Regions from separate parts of the Mus musculus genome. Here regions 1, 2 and 3 are each linked to region 4. A link is a contact called in public ChIA-PET data. All regions are on one chromosome and are shown on one strand. Each heading gives the region's core, a stretch centred on a gene start, on an enhancer-like site or on the middle of the called end of the contact. The rest is flanking DNA. Distances are from core to core; before and after follow the strand shown.

Region 1 (3,405 bases), core at 719-3,218, 240 kb before region 4:
TGTCGGGAACACATACCCGAAACTGCTTGAGTGACCAAGAACCCGAGACTCGATAGCCCAGAGCTCTGGGAAAAACCAAATACTACTCTTCTACTAAAAGAATATAACAAGAGAATGACTCCTAATGAAACTGAGCTATCCTTGTATATCAGTGCCTTGCTCAGCCATCATCAGAGAAGCTTCCTCCTGCGGCAGATAGGAGCAAGTAAAGAGAGCAGGCAATATGCAGAGAGTGAGAGACCTACGTGTAATGTCTCCATCAAATCCCTCCCCTCAGGGATCGGGGAAAGCATCAGAAGAGGAGGCAGAAAGAGTGTAAGAGTCAGAAGGAGTGGAGGACACCATGAAAACAAGGACCCGTAAATCAACAGGATCTAGGAAGATATGAACTCCCAGAGGCAGCACACACAGCACACACCGAAGAGGGTCCTAGAACTGAAACAGAAGTTCATGCGTGCCCTAATCGCTAACCCAGAAGCTATCTCCAATTGATAGCCACTTGCAACAGACTCCTCTTAAGGGCAGGCCGCATGCCCAGCAGTTGATGGACAACAGAAAACAAACTGAACAACGTCTCTGGAGGCTTTCATAACATCCTTTCAGGGCTGGCTTTTTTGTTTATTTTAAATCTAATTTTTAATTTTCTTTTTTATTTATATATTTTTGTCTCTTTTTACCCTACAAGTCCTTTGCATATATCTTATGACTTCCAGTTAAGAGTTTTATGTGATTGCTGAGTATGCAAATGAGTGTGTATCTGTGTCTGTATCCGTTTCTTGGGCCTTTTCTTGGCCTCATTCCTTTTGTTTGTTTTGTTCTATTCCAATGTATTAGGTTTTGTTTTATCATATTATATTATATTATATTATATTATATTATTATGTTATGTTCCCTTAGAATCCTGCTTGTTTCTAATGAGAGACAGAAAGGAGGCAGATCTGCATGGGAGGAGATGTGGGGAGGAACTAGGAGGAATAGAGGGAGGGGAAACCATAACTAGGATGTACTGTGTAAAAAAACTCTTTCAATAGAGGCAGGAAAAAGGAAAATGAAATGATACAGGCTGCCTGCGTCCAGGAACTGGGAAATGGTACTTGCCCTCAGAGTGGTATGTGTTAGACCCTTCACTGTGCCTGTGTAAACTTCTCTCAGGCAACATCAGAAAAGGGCCCACCTCTGCATCCCCAGTGCCCAGCCTGACTGGCAGAGGCTCCATGGCCTATCTGCTGAACAGAGAAGTTTCTGCCTCTGAGAATAGACGCCTACCTCCAAAGCCATGGCTGCTGCATTCGGCCAGGCGATTTTGGCTTCCTTCAGAAACCTACTGGCTTTCCTGTCAGAAAAACCAGTCTGATGATATCAGTAGGATGCAAAATCATTAAAAGGCACCTCTGAGAAGGCTGTTCTGTAAATCCATCTTCTTAGACACCACAGAGAAAAGACAGTGTGTGCTGTACAGTCATGCCTGGCCACCTCCACAGCATCCACACTGTACTGATGCCTCCACAATGAGGTCCCCAGCTACACACCAGAGCAGTCTTCCTTAGGGGCCTCAGCTCTCTGTCTCTCTCACACACACACACACACAGAGGGGGGAACAGGAGAAGGAGATAGATAGACAGACCGACTGACCCGACAGACCGACCGACCAACCAACTGACTCTAATGGCCCTCCATCAACCAGCAAGGAAAGGCTAAGACTATATAAAGTGGGTCTTTACCCAGAAGCCTCTATCCCTTCCAGTCTGCCATTCTCACCCCATCTGCCATCTGCAGCCACAATCCAGCTGTTTTGGCTTGGCAGTCAACAGCCTCCATCATTTAGCCCCAAGCTCAACACTTTCTTCCCAGCTGTGGCATATTCACACCAGACCACACACAAACAGCGACAGCAGCAACCACACAGCACCTCCCCTGTGCTATACACATTGCGTCAGTATCCTGTTTCCTAAATAGAGGCTCAGCGAGTTCACCTAACCTCAAGATCATAAGACGTCTATGACAGGACTAAGATCACACACTGCTGCCCATGCTGACTCAAGGCCTCTGCCTGCATCCTCCAGGTACATCCTGTTCCTCTAACCCCCACCACTCATAGTCCAGCAGATCCAGCCTAGCCAGTGAGCTTCCCTAGATGCCTGCCCTGGGGTTTCCCACCCCTCACCTCCACCTGGTTGTTTTCAGAGTTCATCACAGCCTAAGCCTTGAAGCTTTCCAGGCTGGGGCTATTTGTTGGCAGGCCTACCTGTCACTCACACTCAAAGTGCTCTGAAGGCCACACACAAAAGGGACAAGCCAGAGAGCAATGTGAACTGTACAGGGCGAGAGCTTTGCACTTCAATTTCCTGTCTCAGTTCCTCAGGTTCAGCAAAATGAGATTAAATAGTGACACCTCACCCGCAGTGCTGTTTTAAGAATGCGCAAGAGAGTATAGGCAAGCACAGTTAAGATCATGCAGGCCCAAGGTGCCTTCCCCCACCACACACACTGCCATTACCGTGACCACTGGAGCCTCCCTCTCCCTCCCCCTCTCTCTTCTCCTCCCCCTCCCCTTCCTCTCCCTCTCCCCATTCTTCATCACAGGCTCCTGCTTCCATGGTACTCTGTCTCCTTCAGGCTGACCTTTGAAATGAAACCTAAAACTTCTAGAATGGTGAACTAAAGTGCATCTTTCTTCAAGTTTCCAGGTATTTTGTCCCAATAATGGCAAGGCTTACACAGCACTCGGAAGGCACTGGCTTTTGTGCATAGGATGCTAGGGACAGATGGGTGGGTGTTGCGCATGCTGGGCAAATGCTCTACCACCAGGCCACTTAGTATGTATGTGTGTGCGCATGTTTGTGTGGGTGCACACATGCATACAGCAGCATGTAGAAGGCAGGGGTCACTGGTGTCTTCTGTGTGTGTACATGTTTGTGCAGGTGTACATATGCATATAGGTGAATGTAGGGTCCCAAGGTCACTGGTTGGTGTCTTTTATCACTCTCCACTATATTTTTTGAGACAGGACCTCTCCCTGAAGATGGAGTTCATGTTGATCGGCTAGACTAGCTGGCCAGGAGTTCCAGGAATCCTCCTGTCTCCACATCCTCAGCCTTGGTATAACAGATAAAACACCATGCCTGGCTCTGTATGTGAGTTCAGGGAATCCAAACTTAGGGCCTCAGGCCTGCATGCAAGCACTCTACTGACTGAGTTGTCTCACCAGCCCCTGCATTGACTCTTTAAAATGAACCTTCCTAAAGTGCCATTCCCAGTGCTGGTGTACAGCTCAGAGGCTGACAGTAGCCAGAGAGTATCTGGTCAACTCTACAACACTTCCATGACCCTTTGTACAACTTATCTTTCTTGGCCTAAAAGTTTTAAGATTCTTTGATTTTAAAACACACACATGCACACCACCAA
Region 2 (3,016 bases), core at 229-2,728, 210 kb before region 4:
GAGGATGCTCCAGGGACAGCCCATTGCCTCCATTCATATAATGTGTCTGTAACAACTAGGAAATATTCCCTTATTGTCATAGTTTGAATATGATTGGCCCAGGGAGTGGCACTATTTGGAGGTGTGGCCTTATTGGAGTAGGTGTGTCACTGTGTACATGGATTTAAGACCCTTGCCCTAGCTTCCTGGAGGTGAGTATTCTGCTAGCAGCCTTCAGATGAAGATGTAGAACTCTCAGCTCCTCCTGTATCATGCCTGACTGGATGCTGCCATGTTCCTGCCTTGGTGATAACGGACTGAACTTCTGAACCTGTAAGCCAGCCCCAATTAAATGTTGTCCTTCTAAGAGTTGCCTTGGTCATGGTGTCTGATCACTCATGGAAAGAGAGGACTTAAAGGACTCAAGAAGTTGGAGGCTGTAGAGAAGGCTCAGTAACTGAGAGTACTTGTTGCCCTTGCAGGGAATCTAAGTTCATTTCTCCAAATCTACACATCTTGTGGCTTATAGTCAATCATAACTCCAGTTCCAAGGGATCTGATGCCCTCTTCTGACCTCCCTGAGCACCAGACATGCATAACACATGTACACCTGCAGGAAAAACACTCATACATACAAAATAAAGATATTTTTAATTCCCTAGGAAGTAAATAAAACTTAGAAGTCTCAGGAAGCACCTGAAACTCACAGGACTCACACACACACACACACACACACACACACACACACACACACACACACACGACCCTCGATCACATAGCCAAAGTCATTTCAATTTATGTGTGAGCCCAACCCACTTCCACCTTGATACCTGCCAGACACTTTCAGGCACCAGAGCTCCACGGAAGAAGCCAGCAAGGGATCATTCAACACACAGTGTCCTAACTGGCCTGGCAGAAAGTGGTAGATTAGGCACCCCTGCTGGAGATAGCAGGGGCCACAGCCATGTAGGGAAGTACTGGAAAACATCTTAAGTTTCTAGGGTAAAATATTGTAGCCGACTTGAGAAACTAATACCCTTAGTAGAAGTGACACTAGGAGTGTCCAGCACTCTCCAGACATATCAGAGTGACTACCTAGGCTACAAGTTAGTGATAAGCAACTGTGAGCCCTCCCACTCCCACCCCACAGCACAAAGCTATGAGCAGAAAACCTTGTGGATGGGACCATCAGTATTCCCTGCCTCCAGCCTTCAAAAAGCCATTTGGGCTGGTGTCAATACTAGGTTTGTATTTTTATTCAAACTGTGTGCCCTGTGGGTCTCTCCCCTCCCCAACAAAGGCAGCTCCAGGTTCTCTAAGACCTGGGGGCCCAAGATACAAGAAACCCTGCTGAGGACAATGGTTCCCTGTCACTGTTTGTCATCAGGCTGAGCTTCTGGTTCACAGAACAGGAAACCAAAGAGCCACAATCCTCCCTGGCCCAAGGTCACACAGGCAACAGAAGACAGAGTTGGGGTGGGGAAACTGGTGGGTGTAAATACCTTGTACTACCAACACTTAGCCTCAGGGAGCTTCAGCCTACAGCAGCAGGGCCCAACATGGATACTGTCACTTCAGTTGTGCAGTGCTAGAGCAAGCCCAGGCCTTGGGCAGGGGTCGGGGAGGCGGGGCTAGTTAGCCCCGAGCCTACCCCATCAGTCTGTCACTTTAAATATTCTAGTGATTACATCATAAAATTGAAACAGCAACTAGTAATATTAACAGTACTCAACACCTCCCCAGCAGGACCCTCTCCCCACATGCCCATGGCTCCACTCACCCCTGGGCTTATTCACATTAGTAAGTCTGACCCCTTGCCTGCTGGAGTCATGTCTCAGAGCTCAGGAGCCACACTGCTGCAACAGCAGCTCAGCTCCGGAGGTCTCCTGGTCATCTGACACAGGTACCTGAGTTTCCAAGCCTGAGGACGCTCACTCAGTCTAAGCACCTCCAGCAGGGGTATCACAAACCTTATACTGGGCTAGCCTTTCATGCCTTAGCAACAGCAGACCGGGGAAAAATAAGGACACCCTCCAGATCTTACAGAGGATGCAGAACCCAGAAAAAAATGAAGCCTTGTGCTCAGAGTGAGCAAGGCAGCATGGGGAAAACTAAGTCACCCCACCTCCACGCAGCAGTGATGAGTGGTGCACGTGAACACCACCTGGATGGCTGAAAACTTGGGAAATGAGTCTCCGCATGCATGATGCTCTTCAGGGTGGAGAGTGGACGTGAAAGAGGGAAACAAAGTCATATCAGCTCACGATGACTCTCAGAAGGAAACTGAAGCAAGGATGAGGGGAAAGTGGAGTTCTGACCTGCGACAGCACTTTAAGATGGGAAGGAAGCCAAACAGTCATCCAGGGCCAGGGCAGAAGACAGCCTTCCAGAGAGCAAACAGCAAACAGAAATGCTCGTCACAGCAAGAGTCCGGCATGTTCCAGAAACTGGCAGAGAGGCAGCTAGGGTTCCCTGCACTGTGCCAGCAGGCCTCCCTTGGCCGCTCCCCCACTCCTCAAGTCCTCTCCCCAGCTTCGGGGTACTCCCATGCTCTTGCTGGGGAGATGAGGAGCCACTAAACTGGACTCCTGGTTGGATGCTCCCAGCACAGGGCTGGGCATGGAGGACCCAGAACCATTGCAATGGTTAGTTAGCTTTATGGTCTGTAAATTTACATCGGTTATTTTTGTTGTTGTTGTTATTGTTTTAAGAAGTCATGTAGAACAGGGAAGGAGGTGGACTGCCTCAATGGAAGATGCAGATTGTTGACATCATTAAACAGTGTCCCATGCTGGAGTGCACAGGTACAGTGCCAGCCTCCAAAACACTATTAAAAGGGACATGGAAGGAGCCCTCTAATCTGTCGCTACCCACCTGACTTTTATGCCTCAGCTCTGCGGGGAAACAGGACACCCCTCCCATGGCACATCCCACTCTGTCCATCCCCGAGTTAAGTACCAAAACCTCTGGACTCAAAACACTGCGAGGGAGAGGCTACAGGCCAGAAGGCTGAGCCAGCACGTCCCTGTGACCTGGA
Region 3 (2,947 bases), core at 226-2,725, 130 kb after region 4:
AGGTGCCTGCCCACAATCACCCGAGGAACACATACACACAGATTATAGTCAACAGGATGGCTACAAAGTGGCTGTGTTATCTTTCCTTTCATATGTTTGCGATACTTTGTTACTCTTTTAAAACTGCCCTACTATCGATATGCCTTTACAGAAGGTACAGACTAGGAGACACTAATGTTATTATGGATGTATGTACCAAAAAATGTGTGCAAATTCTCCATATTTAGGGAAATGTTTCCCTGGTCTGTGCAAGCCTGGCTTCTGAGGTCCTGAAGATCCTGACACCATTTATGCCCACCTTCACTCTCAGATGACCCTGGATTTTCCACTCTCTCGCATGTTATATGAGTTTGCCTGGCTGCCCGCCCTGGAACAGGTAACCAAAAGATGTGTAGTAAATAAAACTGTGGCTTGTGACTCACCTCAAATGAACCCCGAGGCAACAAAAGGGGGAGCAAACTAAGGAAGGGTAAGACTTGGGTGAAGGAAAAGATCCCCGACAATAGAGCCAAAGGCCTGTGCTCAAATTCTGCCTCCATCCCGAGGCGTCACCCACTCCCCAGCCTGTTCCGGGTCTCTCCAGGAAGGCTTTACTTTGGGTTTCTCCGGGAGAGTGAAAAGATGTTTGTTGGAACAGTATGGATTCTATGAAAGGACAGTTCTTTTAGGTTCCTGACCTTGGCTTGCATACAAGAGTCCAGCCTACCTCAGCAGAAAAGTACTTCCAGTTCTCTGCTCCTCCCAGAAGCCTGAGCTGAGCTTGGGAACTCCGGGTCTCAGACTCTGAACCCAAGAACAGGGCCTGGTGCCTGGCGGTGCTCAATGAGTTTGATGAACTACATGCAGGTCACTCCCCTACGGGACCTGTTCTTGCCTTTGTATAGAAGGCACATCTCTGGCTTTTCTTCCTGGTACTTCTGACATCTACATCTGCTTTTCTGGAAGAGCCTAGGAGTCACATTTAGGGAAGGTGAGTAGGTGGGAAGAGGCTTTTGATTAAAAGGTTAGTGCACATTTTTGGCTCCCACTTCCGAATCTTCCAGAAGGTCTTTTATTTTTTGCCTACTTAATAATAACATAAAAAAGCCATGTCACTTTTTGTTTTTAATTGAAGTCTTTATGTTAAGCCGCCCACTCCAGCCATTCCAGGACATGGCGAAGAGGGGGCGCGGACAGGTGTAACGCGGGGGTTTGTGTTGGAAGGGCTCTGCAAAGCCGGGTCTCAGTGACCCAGCGGGAGGTCACCGACCCAGGAGCCCTCTCTCAGGGCCTGGTAAAGCTTCAAAGCCTCGGATCCTCAGGTCGGCCTCGTGGTGTCAGGATCTTCAGGACCCCAGAATCCAGTCCTGCGCGCCTGCTGCTCCCCCACCCACACAGCACGAGGGCGGAGCCCCGGCGCGCTGATGTAATCCCGGCGCCTGGGCGGAAGGATATGGAACGCGGCGTTGGCTGGCCGGGCGCTGAGGCTGTTGCCAGGTAACGCAGCGGAGCGGCTGCCGCGCGCCGCCTCCCGCCCTCCGCCGCCTGGCGCTGGGGCCGCCGCCGCTTTACGTAAGGCGCAGGCCAGGGCCGCCCGGCGCTCGGCAGCCGCCTGCAGCCCTCGGAGCGCAAGGAGAGGCGCCCACCCGGTAGCCTTGGCAGGTAGGCGGCGGCCGGGAGCGGGGCCGTGGCGGGTGGCGGGCCAGAGGGATGTCCGGCTCGAGGACCCCGCGGGCGGCGTGCGATGAGTGCGCACAATGGGCCGCGGCGGGCTGAGGCGGCCCGGCCTGAGGACAGCGGCCTCGCCTCGCCCCGCGCCCTCAGCTTTGTCCTTCGGCGGTCGGGGGCGGGCGCGGCGCGGTGAGTGGCGGGCACGCGGGCCTATGGCGCGGGGTCGAAGAAGGTGACGGCCGAGGGCAGAAGTGACAGGCCCCGGAGTCGCCGGCCTGCGCGCGCCACCGCCCGGACCCTCGCGGCCCGGCTTCCGGCCGGCGTCCCGGGAGCTCCCGGTGGACGCCGGGCCAGGGCTGAGCGCTTTGCGTAGAGGCCAGGACAGGGCGAGCAGTGGGGAGCAGACCCCGAACCTGGCAGCCCCTCCCTTCAGTGTTTGCCCTTCTGTAGACAAACCTTAAAGGTTTAACCAAGAAAAGTGAGATGGGGGATAAACGGGAGGGGGACATGCGACTCCGGAGTCATTTACTAAACGGGGTTCTTGGGTCTCATCACCTGCTTTGCCTTGTTGCCCAAGTAACTGACAATGCATTTTGCGTTTCTGGTTCTTGGCTTGCTAAGGAAACGGTAGGAGAGGCTTGCCGAGGAGCCGGGGACGTGCAGTTTGGATAACAGGTGATGCCATGGAAAAGCCTATGCAGTGAAAACCCCACGCAAGATTTCTGCCACCAGTATAGGACCCGTTGCATGACACTTTGTCGGTTTTAGAGACTTCAGATTTAAAAGAAGGGGAAAAATATCTGTCACTCTGCATTCTGAAGGTCAAATATTCGCCCGCAGATGTTTTGGGCTGAACCATTCTTAACTAGGTCTCAGGATCTTTATGACAAAAACCATTCTGGAACTGTGCATTTGAAATACCCATGGAGGCTTCTTGCAGTTGATACTTATTATTGTAGATTTAGTTGCTATTCTTGCCAACTGATGTACTTTTAAAACGTGTTCTTTCACAAGTTCATTTATATATCTCTATAATGTCCCTTTATCATATTTCCCCACTATCTTCTCTTAGACAAACATTGAATTATAATTATATATTAATGTGTGTGTTTGGGTGCATGTATATTTAACGCGTGGAGGCCAGTGATCAATATCAGATGTTTTTTATAATTGTTTTAAAAATATTTATTTGATGTGTATTGGTATTTTACCTGCATGTATATCTGTGTAAGGGTGTCAGATCCCCTGGAACTGGAGTTACATACAGTTGTGAGCCACTGTGCAGTTGCTAGGAATT
Region 4 (2,932 bases), core at 145-2,644:
ACACATGCACACAGCATGTACATACACCACACAAAAAATAAAACACGGTACAACATTCTAGCTTACGACAATCCAAACATACACTAATGTGATGCTCATATGTTGAGAAATTATGGAAGGAAAATATTAAATATTTGTTTTTGAGAGTAAACCATTGTTTCTGTAACAGCATAGATGTTGTCTATTTGCTGAAAAACAACGCAATTCACAGCATATCTGAACCAAAATGTTCTGGGTGGTGTTTGCTGCATAGAGTGTCAGCCTTCACAGTGCAAAGCGCTAGTGCCATGTGTTCAGATCCAAGGTGGCAGTGACATCATCTGAAGTACCATGAGTGAGCACCGCCAGAAATACCTCCGATTCTTTAGGTTTGAGTGTGTTACTAGACATTCGAAAACTTTACCGTTGCCAAAATTTTTGCAGCCCCACATATGTGGTCACAACACACATAATTTAAGAAGCTATGATTGGGCTGGAGAGATGGCATAGCAGTTGACAGCGCTGGTTGCTCTTCTAGTGGACCCAGGTCCCATCCATAGAACCCTTGTGGTGGTCCACATCCCATTGGCTAACATTTGTCATGCAAAGGAGGCTGGGAAATGTAGTCCACCTGAGTCCTAAAGCGGTGGCCGCACAAGTTGGTAAATGGCTGCCCACTTCTTCATGGAAAGGTCTGACCTCTTGTGGAATCTAGAGGTCTCAGGTCCGTGGACAGGATAGAGAGGGATCTGAGCTTGCTCAAAGAACAGCTTGGGTTTTGGTCGCATTTGCTGAAGGGCAAGTGACAAAACAGGCTAGTCAGAGTCACACCTCTGGCCCCACCACAGCCCAGAAAACCCCAAACTATAGACCACCTGCTGGCCACGGAGGAGCTACAGAGGTGATTCAGGGAACTGCTCTCTTACCAATTGTAAAGTCACCAGTTTTAATTGGCTGAGAGATGGGGACTTCATTCATTTAGATCCCATGTCCCTAGCAACTCATGCCTCCTCTATTATCACATCCCATTTTATGGGGATCAAAGAGATTAAACATCTGCCCCAGCTCACCATCCAAGACCCCAGATTTGATTCTGAACCTACCAACCCTGACCCTTTCGTCGCTGTGTCTGTAAAAAGCCAGTTTCGCTTCCTTAAAATGAACTAAAAAATTTCAAGTCAAGCCACCCTGAGGCTAGAGGTCTGCGTCGGAGAGCGTGTTATCCTGGAAGGTTTCCCTCTGTGTAGACAACAGCGGTCTCCAAGTCTGGAGGTAGTGGCCTTGAGCTGCAAGACCACCATATAGGGACGAAAGCTGCAATACACACTCTAGCCGACAAGGGGCGCCGTACCACACAAAGCTCGTGCCCTGCCCGTGGCTGGCAGCGCTCGCGCATTCCTGCCGACAGGCGGCGCCGCGGGTCCCGGACCCGGAAGTGGACCGCTCTACCCAGGACCCGCTGCCCTGGCAGCGTCCCACTGCCCAGCAATGGGGCCGCTGCGCTGGCTGCCGCTACTCGGCCAGCTGTTGCTGTTGTGGCCGCGGGCAGCTCAGCCCGCCGGCCCGATCCGGGCCTTCGTGGTGCCCCACAGTCACATGGACGTGGGCTGGGTCTTCACGGTCCAGGTAAGTTGGAGCGTTCCTGAGCTCCTTGCACAGTAACTGCCTCCTGCGGAGTGCACCCGACCCAGCCGGGAAGAGAGGCGACCTGGGCTGCAGCACCCCACCCCACCCCCCAGCCTGATCCCCTGCAGTCTGAGCCTCAGCCTCGGGCTGGCCACTTCCTGCCTCGGAGTCCTGATGGCATCTATCTTATTAGACGGTCCCTGCAAAAGTTAAGGCAGAGGAGTGTGTCCCCAAAGTGTGGATTGACAGGTAGCCAGTCTCAGGAATAAGCCTGGAGTACCTTGGGTGGGGTAGGTTTCCAAGCAGGTGGATGTCAGCTGACTACAGGCAACTGGGCTGGCCCTCTGTGGTGCTGACATGAGGGCTAGCCAGTTCAGCTTCCTCTTCACACTCCTACCCAGCCAGATAAGCTTGGTATGGGGCCTGTAACCTCGAGGTTCTTTCTGTTCAAGACCTTGGACAGAGCGGGCAGGGAGAGGCTTTCTGTCCACTGGCTCAGGTTCCTTGTCTATAAAGAGAAAGTGGTGATTCCTGCCACATACCCCTAGGTCTGAGTACACTGGAGGTGTTAGGCACCAGGGTACTTGGTCTCTTGTACTTCTCTTTGGTCCTTTGGACTCATCACCACCCTTGGGGCTGTTGTGATGGCTTCTGCCTCCCCAGGAAAGCATGAGAGCCTATGCAGCCAATGTCTACACTACCGTGGTGGCGGAACTGGTCCGCGGAGGGCAGCGGCGCTTCATCGCCGTGGAGCAGGAGTTCTTCCGGCTGTGGTGGGACGGTGTGGCCTCTGAGCAGCAGAAACAGCAGGTAAGGTGGGGACAGGAGTGTCAGGACATGGGTCCCTAAGGTATCCGAAGTGTGAGAGGAAAGTTCCAGGAGGAGACTAGATAGGGAGTTCCAGATGTGCTCAGGAACATGCTAGCTGTAAAGACAAAACAACAACAACAACAAAAACTAGGCTTGTGGTCAGGGCCACTGCCCATAGACAGGGTGACGTCATCTTTCTGTCTGTTCTTGGTAGGGGACCGGACATACCCCTAAGCTAGGCTAGCATTTCTCCCAAAAGGCAACAGGAATTGGTGCTTAATCAACACCCAGGTGAACTTTGTCCCCTCCCCTATCTGCACACACTGACTCTCCCCTGCCCCTGGCTGGCCGTGTTTGGAACCCCTGTGGCTCTGTGACAGCTTAGTGTCACACAGTACAGAGAATGTGGGCAGGCTGGTGCCTGATCCTGCCACTGGCATCTGTAAGCATGGCTTTCTCTTCTATAAGACAAGATAGCCTGCTCCCCGCCCTCAGACAGCTCATGCCAAGGATTCTG

The links. ChIA-PET counts read pairs in DNA pulled down with a chosen protein or histone mark.
Region 1: a contact with region 4 is called in an RNA polymerase II ChIA-PET map of memory CD8 T cells, with 59 read pairs. The contact joins the enhancer-like site here to the promoter of Man2b2 in region 4. A contact is called at or near these places in 1 of 39 promoter capture datasets (hippocampal neurons), 7 of 484 Hi-C or Micro-C datasets (CD8 T cells, effector CD8 T cells, memory CD8 T cells and 4 more), 3 of 115 datasets of contacts at active chromatin or transcription factors (CD8 T cells, embryonic stem cells and memory CD8 T cells) and 1 of 9 other capture datasets (adipose tissue).
Region 2: a contact with region 4 is called in an RNA polymerase II ChIA-PET map of memory CD8 T cells, with 28 read pairs. The contact joins the enhancer-like site here to the promoter of Man2b2 in region 4. A contact is called at or near these places in 1 of 39 promoter capture datasets (the C10 cell line), 3 of 484 Hi-C or Micro-C datasets (CD8 T cells, effector CD8 T cells and natural killer cells), 7 of 115 datasets of contacts at active chromatin or transcription factors (effector CD8 T cells, embryonic basal ganglia, embryonic forebrain and 4 more) and 3 of 9 other capture datasets (adipose tissue, liver and pancreatic islet).
Region 3: a contact with region 4 is called in an RNA polymerase II ChIA-PET map of memory CD8 T cells, with 10 read pairs. The contact joins the promoter of D5Ertd579e here to the promoter of Man2b2 in region 4. A contact is called at or near these places in 3 of 39 promoter capture datasets (liver and pre-B cells), 1 of 484 Hi-C or Micro-C datasets (embryonic stem cells), 1 of 115 datasets of contacts at active chromatin or transcription factors (memory CD8 T cells) and 1 of 9 other capture datasets (adipose tissue).

The regions. Positions count from the first base shown.
Region 1 is chr5:37,065,899-37,069,303 of GRCm38.p6, reverse strand. It overlaps a transcript of Jakmip1 not described here. Among named protein-coding and RNA genes, the nearest start is that of Jakmip1, 18 kb to the left of the region's middle. Within about 2 kb of position 1,968, at least 101 of the 459 cell types and tissues checked have an H3K27ac peak or open chromatin away from gene starts, as enhancers often do. A contact at or near this core is called in CD8 T cells, effector CD8 T cells, memory CD8 T cells and 3 more, where this site is marked.
Region 2 is chr5:37,035,498-37,038,513 of GRCm38.p6, reverse strand. It overlaps a transcript of Jakmip1 not described here. Among named protein-coding and RNA genes, the nearest start is that of Gm52814, 7.4 kb to the right of the region's middle. Within about 2 kb of position 1,478, at least 22 of the 459 cell types and tissues checked have an H3K27ac peak or open chromatin away from gene starts, as enhancers often do. A contact at or near this core is called in CD8 T cells, effector CD8 T cells and memory CD8 T cells, where this site is marked.
Region 3 is chr5:36,694,549-36,697,495 of GRCm38.p6, reverse strand. D5Ertd579e (DNA segment, Chr 5, ERATO Doi 579, expressed) reads left to right here and starts at 1,475. Exons shown (of 9, transcript NM_001081232.3): 1 at 1,475-1,641.
Region 4 is chr5:36,829,111-36,832,042 of GRCm38.p6, reverse strand. It overlaps Man2b2 (mannosidase 2, alpha B2), which reads left to right and starts at 1,394. Exons shown (of 19, transcript NM_008550.2): 1 at 1,394-1,605; 2 at 2,269-2,415. The coding sequence starts at 1,468.